3 separate regions of the Rattus norvegicus genome follow, and all the other regions are linked to region 3. A link is a contact called in public Hi-C data. All regions are on one chromosome and are shown on one strand. The core of a region is the stretch at or near the end of the contact, and the rest is flanking DNA. Distances in the headings are between cores, read along the strand shown. Region 1 holds the start of Lyrm9 (LYR motif containing 9). Region 2 has its middle 14 kb from the start of Tmem97. Region 3 holds the start of Nlk (nemo like kinase).

What was found. Hi-C and Micro-C count contacts between places; a contact is called where the count stands out from the background.
Region 1: a contact with region 3 is called in a Hi-C map of mammary epithelial cells, with 4 times the contacts expected there. The contact joins the promoter of Lyrm9 here to the promoter of Nlk in region 3. A contact is called at or near these places in 2 of 12 Hi-C or Micro-C datasets (frontal cortex and mammary epithelial cells) and 1 of 1 datasets of contacts at active chromatin or transcription factors (oligodendrocytes).
Region 2: a Hi-C map of Schwann cells shows a contact between it and region 3, with 2.7 times the contacts expected there. The contact joins the enhancer-like site here to the promoter of Nlk in region 3. A contact is called at or near these places in 4 of 12 Hi-C or Micro-C datasets (the A7r5 cell line, the Rat2 cell line, Schwann cells and 1 more).

Annotation. Positions count from the first base shown.
Region 1 is chr10:64,222,440-64,226,578 of GRCr8, forward strand. Lyrm9 (LYR motif containing 9) reads left to right here and starts at 1,324. Exons shown (of 4, transcript NM_001173471.1): 1 at 1,324-1,371. Lyrm9l1 (LYR motif containing 9 like 1) reads right to left here and starts at 3,035. Exons shown (of 2, transcript XM_039087352.1): 1 at 2,087-3,035; 2 at 351-1,650. The coding sequence starts at 2,108. The coding sequence ends at 1,232.
Region 2 is chr10:63,957,400-63,961,757 of GRCr8, forward strand. It overlaps the pseudogene LOC120095392. Among named protein-coding and RNA genes, the nearest start is that of Tmem97, 14 kb to the left of the region's middle. Within about 2 kb of position 1,807, at least 4 of the 93 cell types and tissues checked have an H3K27ac peak or open chromatin away from gene starts, as enhancers often do.
Region 3 is chr10:64,086,662-64,091,039 of GRCr8, forward strand. It overlaps Nlk (nemo like kinase), which reads right to left and starts at 2,227. Exons shown (of 11, transcript NM_001191924.3): 1 at 606-2,227. The coding sequence starts at 1,063.

The sequences.
Region 1 (4,139 bases), core at 74-2,573, 130 kb after region 3:
AGGAACAAAAGAGTGGGGCTGAGAGAACAGACTGAAATTTCTTAAAAATATGAAAGGATCTTAATGTTGAATGAGAGAGTGGATTGGCGTCCCAGCAGGTTGCTCCTAGTAAGGGCTCTAAAAGTGTAATGATTTATTGATTGGATCTGCACTAATGACATGCCGTGATTATGCATGGGTAAATAAGAAGGCTGATTTATGAGGGTGCAATTGGATCTTTCAGATATATTTGGTCCAAGTCTACATATTGAAAATAAATGAAGGTAATTACTTGGGTATTCCAGAGGAAGAGTCCTCCCACACAGATTTGAAGACAGGGTAGTGTGTTAGCTAAGGAGGAGGAAGGGGGATGCTTTGTGTGTATGGTTGTGGGGACAGACGGTGGGGTTCTAGAAGAATCAGGGAAAGGAAAAAGTTCTGTTAAGAAATAGCCCCTCCTTCCTAAGAGGAAGAAAAATAGATTTCTGAGTGCTGCTGGACACAATGTTTTCTTTTTAAAAATGAAGAAACAAAATAAAAGAAATTGTCTTGTTAAAGCAACTACAGGAGGAGTGTGTGTAAGGAAACCAGCTTTTCATTACAGGTAGATTTAAAAAACCCCGGAGAAGAGAGATAAAGAGAAGCAATGTTATCCACCGGTACCCTTGCTGCCTTTCAGACAGCGTCCCAGAGAAGCTGGAAGCTTCATTGAACAGGGCGTTTGTCTCCTGAAAAAAGACTCGTCTTTATTTCTTTCAGGATATAAAACTTGTATTTAAATCAATTCAGAGAAGCATTCTGACTTTAAACACGCGCGAGTTGGGAGAGCCCGTTTAATGAAACAGCATTATTTCATTTTCAAAGAATGATCCTGGCAGTAGCTGCAAGTTAAGATTCTGTATTCTTTCCCTCGATTATAATTATAGCAGAGTCTGAAAGGAAGCATGCCTATTACTGTCGTATGTATTCTTCTGACAGGTGTTGTGGGACTATAATTTGATGAAGTGACTCAAAATGAAGACTCCCTTCCAAACATAATTCCTGTCATCAACATGACAACAGGAAGGACACGTCCTTCAAGACGCCTTTACACAGGGTGCTTTAGGGCACCCCTAATATTCTATCCATTCGTGGGAATATGAGGAAGAGCTTGCCATTAGAGCTTGTATCCAAGGTAGTAAGGAAGACAAGGGAAAGCAGGCTGTGCACAGGTCTAGCCAACAGGGTGGGGTCGGATTTAGGAAGCCCGCACTCAGTAGGACCCCGAGTCCCTCGGGTGGCCCACAGAGGGCGCTCCGGTACCGGGCGGGGGCGGGGCTGCGCTTGCTTCCGCCGCGCAGGCGCAATCGTGTCGCTCGCGGTGTCTCGAGTTGGCGTCCGCCGGGAAGGCGGGTGAGCCACGCTGCGCGGGCCCTTGGGCGGAGACAAGGGGGGCGGCGGGGGCGGGCTGGGGATTACCGAGGCTTCCTGCAGTGCTGGGATCGGTGGAAGCCCTGGGGGCGATCTGCGGGCGCTCCAGGCTTTCCCCGAGAGCCGGCGACACCTGTCGCAGCCATAGTTGCAGTGCCGCGGAGGAGCGTGGGAGGCCGGGATGCGGTGTCGGAGGACGCCGGGAACTAGGTCTCCGCCATGTGCTGCTGGCATCTGCACTCGGCCGGGGCAGCCTCAGTTCTATGGTTTTCAAAGAGGAGACGTGCAGGAACATCCTGTTACTGGAATAATTTTGGTCTTTGCAATATATAACCCAATCTGACCTTGAACTCTTTTTTTAAAAAAAATATTTATTTATTTATTATGTACATCCATACAGCTTTCTGTCTGCATGTGTGCCTGCAGGCCAGAAGATGACCCCAGATCTCATTATAGATGGTTGTGAGCCACCATGTGGTTGCTGGGAATTGAACTCAGGACCTTTGGAAGAGCAGTCAGTGCTCTTAACCGCTGAGCCAACTCTCCAGCCCCGACCTTGAACTCTTAATCCTCCTGCCTCAACCTCCCAGAAATACTGGGATTCCCGGCCAGTGCTAAATTGCACACGTTTAATAACCTTTAGAATGTGCGTGCGCAGGTGTGCATCCACCGCCACTGTCTATTTTAGGACATTTACCTTCAAAGAGAACCATCTCCATTAGCTGGCAACACTCCTCTCCAGTGTCTTCCCTTTTCTCTGCACTAGGCAATCACTTAGCCGCTTTCCATAGATGTTGTTAGTTCTGAACATTTCACAGAAATAGAACTAATCATATGTAGCTCTGGTTATTTCCTGCGTCTTACATGCCTCCTTAAAGGCTCACACGTGGTAGCATATGTAAGCGCTTCATTCTCTTTATTACAGAATAATTTTCCGAGGTCTGCCTGGATCAGATTTTATCTTTCTATGCACCCAGTGATGCCCCCTGGGACTCATTTGAAGTCCTTACTATTACATACCTGTCTTCTGGGTATAAGATAATAGGGGCCAAAGAAAGAGAAGGATAAAGTGTGAAATATCCTTGGGTGGCACGTGGGAATTGGCCAGGAAGAGACTGATTAGTTTAGCTGCTCATCGGGAGCTAGGAACAGCCCAGTGGTAAAAAGGTTGTCAGGCACGGTCAAGCCCCAGGATTCATTTCCAGCATCCTCACCTCCCACAGGGGTGGACGCAAAGCTGGGACTGAAGGGTGTGCCAGTAGGAATGTAGGGAGGCTGGGCTGACCTTGGCTATGTGGGAGAGGGACGAGGGGAGGCAGGATTGTTGGAAGAACATAAATATGCCAGATGGAGCCCTAGGGTGGGCGGGGGCAGGGAGCAAACCATTCCTATTTTCAACTTTCTCCATCATGAAGATTAATTGCATATTTAAAAAATGGCTGGTGCAGGCTTAAATTTAGCTTTTATCAGCACTCAATTGGGTGTAATTTTCGGGTTATTTTCTGCAGTTCCATTACTTTTTTAAATGTATGAGTCTTTTTCCAATTATTTTTAGGTGACCCATGTTAGGACACAGGTGAGTGGTGAGAGCATTGAGCTTACCTGTCACTGAGTTCTTTCTTAGCACCGTGCCAGCCATGTCACCTGGCACCCAGGAAGTTCCCTTTAGCCTCCCTCACCCCCCAATAGGTCATGTTCTTTAAATTTTGTACGTCCATTTTGTTTCAGTTTTGAGACAGGATCCTGGATAGCCCAGGCTGACCTTGTTATGTAGCTTAGACTGAACCTTGAACTCCCAGGCTTCCTGTTTCTACCTCCTGAGTGCTTTTTCAGGGAGCTGTCACCAGACCCATTCAGTTTTGTGAGTGGGTGTAATGAGTGTGCGTTGTCAGGTGTGGATGTCAGAGGACAACTTTTGGGAATTGGTACTCTCCTGCCACCTTGTGGGATCCAGGTGCTTGAACTCAGATTGTAAGGCCTGTGTCTAAGTCATCCTATCTCTGTAAGATTGTGTGTGTGTGTGTGTGTGTGTGTGTGTAATTGACATTAGTCTGATTTCTTTTCCATCTATGTTTGAGAGAGTGCTACAATGCCATTGTATTTCTGAAAGGTCTGGAACAAAGATTTGTGGCTAAGTTGTGAATAATGGTCAAGTAAGCTTATCAGTGACTGAGGCTGTTTTTGCATAGGCCCAGGAGAGTTCTTTTTGGATGGGGTATTTTGTTTTAGTTCTGGGAACTTAATTCAGGGATTCACACATGTTTGGGAGTTGCTCTTAACACTGGGTTACACCCCTGTCCCAACCTTAGCATTCTTAGATATACCCGTTTAGCAGATGTCAGGGATGCAAGTAAGATTGTGAGCTTCTGAATCAAAGAGACTTATGGTTAGTTCCCTGCCTAACTGTCCACAGCTATTTGGCCACTGACAAATCAAAGCTTCTCTGAGCCTTGCTTTCTTTATCTAAAATGGGGCCAACAATACCTTCTATAATATTTTGTTTAATGAGGTAATATGTGAAAAGCTGTCATAATGAACTAATTAGCCTCTGGGTGATGAGGTGATCAAATATGACATCAGCTTTGTAGAAGATTCTGGATAAATAAGGTGTTGGTCTTCTTAGTGGTCCCCAGACCCTGTACACTCAGATGCTTGGGAAGATGTTAGTTACATGGATGAACTATGCTAAGGATAGTCCAGACCAATTCTCTTTGTCTTGGTGTGTGATTGTTTCTGTGCTTTCATTAAAG
Region 2 (4,358 bases), core at 557-3,056, 130 kb before region 3:
TACACAGCAAGTTCGAATCCAGCCTGGACACATGGGACTTTGCCTTAGTAAACAAACTCCTGGCTCTCCTGCTCCTGCTCTTTGCTTTTCTCTTCTCTGCTCTTGTGCCCTCTTCCCCTTGGTCCCTTCTCTCCCCGTTCCCCTCCACGCCCTTCCCTCCTCTTTTACTTCTCTCCTCTTCTACTCTTCTTTCATTAAACCTTTCCATGTGGGAAAAAAAAAAAAAAGAAAACAAACTTCTCCAGTTTGTCAGTTACTATTAGGGAAGAAGAGGTGGGGTTCTGGTAGAGTTCTGGTAACCATGCAATGCTGATCACATAATCATACAACTTATCCTCTCAAATAAGACAAGCTGTTTGTGCCCCCTGATGTGATGGAACAGGAGCAGACCACTCGTACAAAAAATCATCATACACCCCCCACATGCGCACACACACAGATGTGGAAATTATTCCTGAACATGACTTAGAGGGTTTTTGAGAGCACAAACAATGAAGCCTTCAGGAGTAGAGGAATTGCCACTTATCCAGGGGACAACTGGGAATATATTTCATTCTATGGCCTTTAGCTACTATGTCTTTAAATTCATCTGCATTAAACTTGGGGAAGCCCCACTTCTCTGAGATCTGGAGCTTCTAGTTAGGCCAAGGAACTTGAGCTTGGCTACGTGCAGGGTTTCAACCACATGTTCCTTAGTCTGAAGTTTGGTGTGGATGTACATGAGGTGGCCACTGTCCCCTGGGGCTTCCCAAAGGCACCCCTGTCGGGCCCAGACTGGGGACAACACTGAGTTCAGACCTGAATAGCCACCAGGAAATTGTCTCTAAGGCCTCTTGGGGTAACCCATGTAGGGAACAGGCTGTGAACAGCCCCAAAGGAGGCTGTTATTTGTAGCCAGGACACACAAGGCTGACAGTTTTTCCAAAGTTCAACAGGTATCTACATCCAAGGAAACAAACTGATTACATAAACCTGTCTTTTATCATGACAGCTGGCTCTGCCTGCTCAACTCCTTCCTTCTGCTTATTTTAAGATTTATTTATTCACTTTTGCATGGATATGGGCGCTCTGTTTGCACGCATGTCTGCACACCGGATCCCACTGGACTAGATACAGATGGTTGTAGCTGTCATGTGGGTGCTGGGGATTGAATTAAGGACCTGCAAAAGAGCGGCCAGTGCTCTAAATGGCTGGGCCGTCTCACTAGCCCTACCCTCTGCCTTTTCTACTAGCATTAAAAAGAAAACCAGTTCAAGCAAAAGACTCCTGATCCTGAATCTGAGGAAACAGCTTGCAGTGAAATGTGGAGGATAACTAGAGAATCTGAATAGATAATAAGGTACCGAGGTGATATTTCATTTGTTAAATTTCTTAAAATCTTGGAATAATTTACAGGCTGGAGAGAGAGCTCAACAGGTTAAGTACTTCCATGCAGCCCTGGTGACCTCGTTCAGTCCCTGGACGCCATTCTTCCCACCAGATGGGAGCTAGGATGATGAAAGAAAAAAAAAAAAAAAAAAAAAAAAAAAAAAAAAAAAAAAAAAAAAAAAAAAAAAAAGAAAAGGCTCAGGAATAGAGACAGACAGCAAATATAACAGGGGCTAGGGGTGGTAGTTTATACCATTACTCACAGCACTCAGGAGGGCAGCAGAGGCAGGTGGATTGCTCTGAGTTCCAGGCCAAACTGGTCTACACAGTGAGATCCTGCCTCAGACAAACAACTGAAGGGGAAAAGGTGGGGCTGGAGAGATGGCTCAGTGGTTAAGAGCACTAACTGCTCTTGCAGAGGACCTGGCTTCCATTTCCAGCACCGTATCAGCTCACAACTGTTTGTAACTCTAGCTTAGAGGAACGCAACGTCCTCCTCCAACCTCTGCAGGCGCCAGGCAGGAAAGTGCTGCACCGGCGCTGCATGAAGCTAAAACGTCCATCGCATTTATGGCTGGGACTAGGCTAGAGAGCTGGCTCAATGCTTAAGCTCTTGCCTAACACCTGGGAAGCCCTGAATGGAATCCTTAACACCGTGGGTGTGGGGGGGTGGGTGGGGAAAATGTCTATGCTCACACTAACTGCCATCAGCTCAGTCTCCTGTACCCGCTTCTCGAGCACAATGATAGGCAACGCTCCCCTTCCCTGCCCCCCAACTCATGAAAAATAATGTTCTTTTTAGAGTAGGCATTGTATTTTTTTTTTAAAAAAGACAAAGTCTCATTACACAGACTGTACATTTTTATTCCTCCTTTTCTTTACTAAAGATTTTGTTTTGTGTTTTGGGGGCAAGGTCTTCTAGCCCACCCTGGTCTTGAACTCATACCATAGTGAGTTCACTTAGTGTCAAGTCTGGTTCAGTCACCTCATCGCCTACCAGAATTTCTTTCTACTTTAAACCTGAGCAGTATTTTTTTTTTTTTTTTTTGGTTCTTTTTTTTCGGAGCTGGGGACCGTTGCGCTTCCTAGGTAAGCGCTCTACCACTGAGCTAAATCCCCAGCCCCAGCAGTATTCTTTATATGGACATACTCTAGCTTACTCCTTGACGGACATGAGGGTTTCCAGCTGTCCATCATTGGAGGTGATGCTATGAACACTGGTGTGTAGGTCAGAGCCATGGTTTTCTTTTTTAAAAGGATCTATTACTTCTCGTTATGTGTAGTTGTGTGTGTGTGTCGGGGGTGGATGTATGTGCACGTGTGTGGGTACCCTTGGAGGTTAGAGGTGTTGGATCCCTTTTGAGCTGGGCTACTGGTAGTTGTGAGTTGAGTGATGTGGTCAGGTCCTCTTCCAGAGCAGTCCTGAGTCTTAACCAGAGCCATCTCTCTAGCCCTACTTCTTCTTCTTTTTTTTTTTAATGTTTATAAGACAAAATTTAATGAAAATTGGTCAGTGGGTATATATAATCCATGGTGCTAGCCATATGCAACTGTCACAGAAATGGACACCAGAGGATGGTGAAATGTTACATATTGTCGTCATCTGATTCATCTTCTTCCTTCAAAGATTCCTTGGCATATTTCTCTGCTTCCTCTCTTACATCTTTGGGAACAATTTCATGTCTTCCTTTAGTTAATTCACCAACCCAGCTGAGCTCTAGTTCAAAAGCTTTATCCTTAACTTCATCATGTACTATGTAAATTATTTTTGCAACTTCTTTAACTACATCACAGCAGGTCATTTCCTTCATCTGAAGCTTTTCTATTTCTGTCTTTGCAGCTTGCCTGGCTTTGCCAGTGGCACAGCCCCAGTAACCATATGAAACACCTGATGGATCGATCATATAGAGCTGTGCACCATCATTCACACTGTAAGACCCCAACATGAAACTGCAGCCAAAAGGTCTAACAGCACTGTAGAGTGTATACGCGTGTACATACATGGCCACTCTGTCTGCAAGATGTTTTAGAGGAATGTTATAGCCAAAGTTAGACCTAAAGTTGGACGCTTCTTCTCTTGCTATGTCTGCCAAGGAACGAGCATCTGCCAACAAACCTGCCACTGCCATTCCAACATGTCGATCAACATTGAAAAGACGTTTATTGGAGCCTTCTTCATAAAGTTTAGAAAGGACTAGTTTTTCTACCCCAAACACAACACCGTCTTTACATCTGATCCCAATAGCTGTACTACTGTTTTCCACAGCCTTCATAGCATATTCAACTTGGAAAACTCTTCCATCAGGAGAGAATGTAGAGGCTGACAGGTCATACCCAGTGCCAATGGAGCTCATGGTGCTGACCCGGCAGGCCACAGAACGCTTCCAGGCCTCAAGCGCCGCTCCTAAGCCGCACACTCTAGCCCTACTTCTTACAATGGTAAACCCAGAGCTGAGCCCTATGCTTACTTTGTTTCTGGAGGAACCGACTGCTTCTCAAACTGCCACGCCATTTACATTCCCATCAGCCATCCCCAGGGCTTCCAACTTCTCCATATCCTTGCCAACACTGGTGCAACATTTTTTTGACATGTTTTAATCTTTTACTTTAAATATATTTCGCTCGAACTTTTAGGCTACAGATGCAGGTTATTTATAATTATGGAAAACGTACACCATATAAACTGTAAGATCTTCATTGGCCAAGCAGGCGATCAAAACAGATTTTCCTTCTGTTAGAGAAAGTCAGACTTCATTTTATGTACACACACACACACACACACACACACACACACACACACACAATCTTCAGGGCTGTGTCTTAACTGAAATGCTGGTGTGAGCACGGGGAAGTTGGAGGAAGATGAGGAACACAAGGCCAGCCTGGGACCCATGAGGCTCTGTTATAAAAAGATAAATAGGTTCAGAGGAGAGGGTGCTGGAGAGATGGCTCAGCTGGTAAGAACACTCCCACTCCCACGGGAGAGCCAG
Region 3 (4,378 bases), core at 977-3,476:
GCTACTCATGTGTGATGCTATATTTAATGCATTCTTATCAGAAGGCTAAGCTACATACTTCCCAACTTTAGCTTTATGGTTTAAAATAAAACTACTCAAGTAATGATTTCTAACTGGTTCGACAAGGAAACCTACCTTTCTTCCCAGGGTCAAGATCACAAAATAAGGTATGAAAAGATGTAGTGGGCAGGAAAGTTGACTTCATTAAGTACATTCTGCTGGGGACTAGTATAAAGAAATCAAGCTGGGGGGCCAGTTGTTGACACCTGCTAACCCAGCAGCCAATCCAAACTACCACATTTGAGACGGCCAAGGTCTTTGTAGGAGGTATTTACATTTAATTACTGATCTTACACTTACTGAGGTTCTTGACAGGCAAGTTTAATAGTCTGCAAACTTGTGGAGAAAATGCTCCACTACCATGTGCCATGACTCAAAATGCACGAGCCTGGACAGCCAAGGCATCAGGCCTCATCGTCATCAATGAGGATGGCTTCCTCGGGTTGAGTTGAGAAGCTTGCTCTACTTTGGTCAAGACGGAGTAAAACCAATGAAGCATGGCTTGCCCGGTGAGAACCGTGTGGAGTGGTGTTTTTGATACTCACCAGACAACACCAAAGGCTCCATATCCAATAGGTCTATCCGGCTCAATGTCCAGCTGCTGTTGCGGATGATGCGAGTGCTGATGATGGTGCGCCTTAACTGTAGCAGCTGCAGCAGCCTGTACCTGAGCTGGGGCTGCTGCAGCTGGCCCAGGAGCCTGACCAGGTGCCGGTGATGGGAAATATGGCTGTTGTTGCCCAGGGTTTAACATGGCTGCGGCCGCAGCTGCCGCTGCGGCTGCCGCAGCTGCCGAAGACGTATGCTGCTGTACAGGGTGTACAGCAGCAGCCGACCCCGGATGAAGGTGGTGTTGAGGGTGGTGGTGGTGGTGAAGGTGAGGAGGAGGAAGGTGTGGAAGGTGGTGGTGATGGTGGTGGTGGTGACCTGCTGCTGCTGCAGATGTACCGCCATTGTAAGCCGCCATCATTTTTGCGTTGGCTCGTGTGCCACAAAGAGACATTCAAAAAAATGCCCTTTGATTGGAAAGCAAACTGGGTCAAGCTGTCATTTGGCCATTTAAAAAATGAAGAAAAACCACTCACTCCACCTCAAAAAACATAGAGCGGAACTGGCTTTATGTCTTCATCAGTCAATCCAGACAAGTTGGAGGATCTTGGGTGTTCGATTTTTGGGTGAGAGTGTGGAAGGGTGTGGGTTGTCAAAATAAAAGTTAAGAACATAAAATAAGAAGAAAAAAAAAAAGGAAAAGAAAAAGGGAAAAGGGCCCCTTCCCCCCAGGATTCCTGCTACAAGTGGATACTAAAACTCCATTCTTAATGGGGGGGAGGTTCCAACTTTGAATGTGGGAATAAAGGCCAAACCTCCCGACCCCCTGAACTCCACACACGAAAAAGATCTGGTAAGACGCCACCCTTGGAATCTTGTAAGAGGGTTGACTCATCTACCCCTTCCATTCCCACATCCTTTTCTAAACACCTCCCACCTCCTCAAAAACACAATTAAAAAAAAAAAAATCCAACCACTCTAAATCAAAAAAGATGAGGGGAAATTATCAGGGAAACCAGCGTCTAGCTTCCCTCCCCTCGAACTCTCAGGCCTTCCTACATCTCCCCCTACTCCGAGTCTGGTTGACCCGACTGAGGGGGTTTGGGGAGATGTACCAAACTTTCCTGGGCAGAATGAGCCAGGGAAGGAGGCTGGAGGAAGAGAGTGAGGCGAGGAGGCGACAGGCAGGACAGAAGAGGAGAGAGAGAACCCCGGCAAAAGTGAAGGGAAGAAGGTGCAGGGAGGGAATGAAAGAGCGGTGGGCAGCACTCGGACGCCCAGACACAGGGAACCGCCCCGGAGGAGGTTAGGGTCCCGGGGCCAAAGAATAGGAGCCCCGGGAAGCGGGCGGGGGACGGTCGGAAGCAGGCTGACTCCTGCCCCCGCCGCCGCCGGCTGCTTGTGCTGAGGAGGGTTGGGGGGGAGAGCGGGTGGGTCCCCCGCGCGACGGCCCCTGCAGGGCTCAAGGCTGCTCCGTCTCCCCCCCTCCCCCCCACCCGGCTTCCGTGCCCACGGTTGCTTTCTCCACAGCCGCCGTGACCGCTTTCTCTTCAGCCGCCGCCTTCTCAGCCGCCGGTGCCGCCGCGGCCGGACTCACCTCCCCTAGCAAAGCCGGATAGAGCGGAGCCAGCGGCGGACACGCGCAACCAGCCGCCGAGGCCCCGCCCCCGCCTCACACTGACCGGCTGCCCTAGCCAATCCACGCCCACCTGTCCGCGCCCGCCTCCAATCCCTGGCCGGAAGCTTCAGACAGGCGCACTGTTCGACCAGTGGCAACCAGGTGTGGGTCTCCTGGGGAAATCCCGCCCTCGGTTCGGGATGGGCAGACAGATAGACCAATAAAAAGGCAAGTCTTGGCCTGACGGACAAGACTGTAAGCCAATTAAAAATCAAAGATCTCCGTGACTTTTTTTTTTTCTTCTTTCGCCTCTCTCCTCTTTTCTTTTTCTTCTTTTATTTTTTTGACAAGAGCAGGAAGCTGCGTGCTAATCCCGCCTGCAAAAGCTAGAAGAGAGGGGCGGAATGAAAAAAAAAACCAATCATGAGCCAGGAACAAAGAACAGAGAAACCAATCCTTGGGTTGAAGACTAAGTGGGATGAAACTGAGTACAGATAGATATATAATTGAACAAATGGGGCAAAAAAAAGATTGACATAGGTCCCGCCTTTCTATGTCCCATTGGACAGGATTGTGGAGAATTTGCTGTCATATCAGAGACGACATCTTCAGGAGGCGGGGCAAATAGAGGGGTGTGGTTTGATGTGGGCGGGACTTAGGCGAAGAAGGCGGAGTCCAAATTATGACTGGTCCATTGATAGGAGCCATCTACAACTCTATCTAGGGTAGAAGATAGGGAAAAAATAGGAGAAGCAAAAGGCATGTTAAGCTTCAGAAACTCAAGATTTCAAGAAACTAAGATTCAAGGTTTCTTAATACGAAACAAAATAGATTCATCAGTTAAGCTTAATTTTGACCAAAAAGAGGCTTTATTTTCAGCATGCGCGGATTGCAAAATTTATACAAATTAAAACCCAAAAAAGTTGAAGCCTCTAAACAGTAATATTGTCCCAAAGTTTTCTGGTCAAGTAAGTTCCATTCATTGAAATTTTACTAGAATCTTTGATACTACTTTACTTGATCTAAATTTACTCTTAAATACTAGGCTAGCAAACATTATGCTTAATAAAACTGTATCTCAAAACCTGCAGGTCATTTTTGATACCTCTTTTGCCTGACCACTCCTCCATTTCCTATCAAGAAAGTAGTCTTAAACACTTCTGAGCACCTCTCCATCCCTACTTACTCAATTCCCACAGCATTTCCTGACCTTAACACCAGTGGCCTACTTAATGAATCTTCCTGCCTACAGCTCTCTTTTAGCTAATGGGCTGTTGAGGACATAGTAAACTTTCCAGCTCCCATCATCTGTAAATTTGTTGGCTAAACTAAGAAAGATAGTCATAGAGAGATTTCAAGGGAAAACATGAATCCATGAAAAATTCCAGGAACATGAATGATGGTATATTTCAAAGTTTACCATGATTTTGAAATGTAAGGAATTGATTTGGGTTGAGCTCCAGAGAAGTTTGCCATTGACTTGTATTCACAGAAATATAAACCAGACATAGTGTGGCCTTTAATTCCACCAGAGGTAGGTGGGTCTCTGTGAGTTCAAGGTCAACCTGGTCTACAAAGAAAGTCCCAGGATACCTAGGGCTACATAGAGACATCCTGTCTCAAACCAAACAAACATAAGTGTGATAAAGAATAGTTTTCTCTTGGTAAACAAACAATTTACAAACAAGTAAATAAATAAAGAAAAGAATTCATCAGTCTATTTTTATCTGAGGTTTTGGTTTCTACGATTTTGTCTTTCCATAGACAACTATAATTTTAAAAAAACATTCCATAGCAAATTTCAAAAGTGAACACATTTTAAAAGGCACACCTTTCTAAGTAGTGGAATGAAATTGAGACTTAGTGCTTTTAGTCACTGGATCGACTCCCATGGTATTGCAGGGTTTGTGTGCAAACAGCCTTCTGGGACAGTCTATGACTGCTTCACCAAGCCCAAGTCATTTGTCCTCCACTCATCTTGTCACATAGGCTTTGTATCATCCCCATTCATCACATGAGACACTGGGAGGACAGTTTTTGAAATCAAGGACACAAACCATATCACTTGTATCACAGTACACAGAATGCAACCTGGGCAACCTTATTCTGAAAATCCAGAACTGAAAACAACTGTGCAAGGGCCAACAGAAC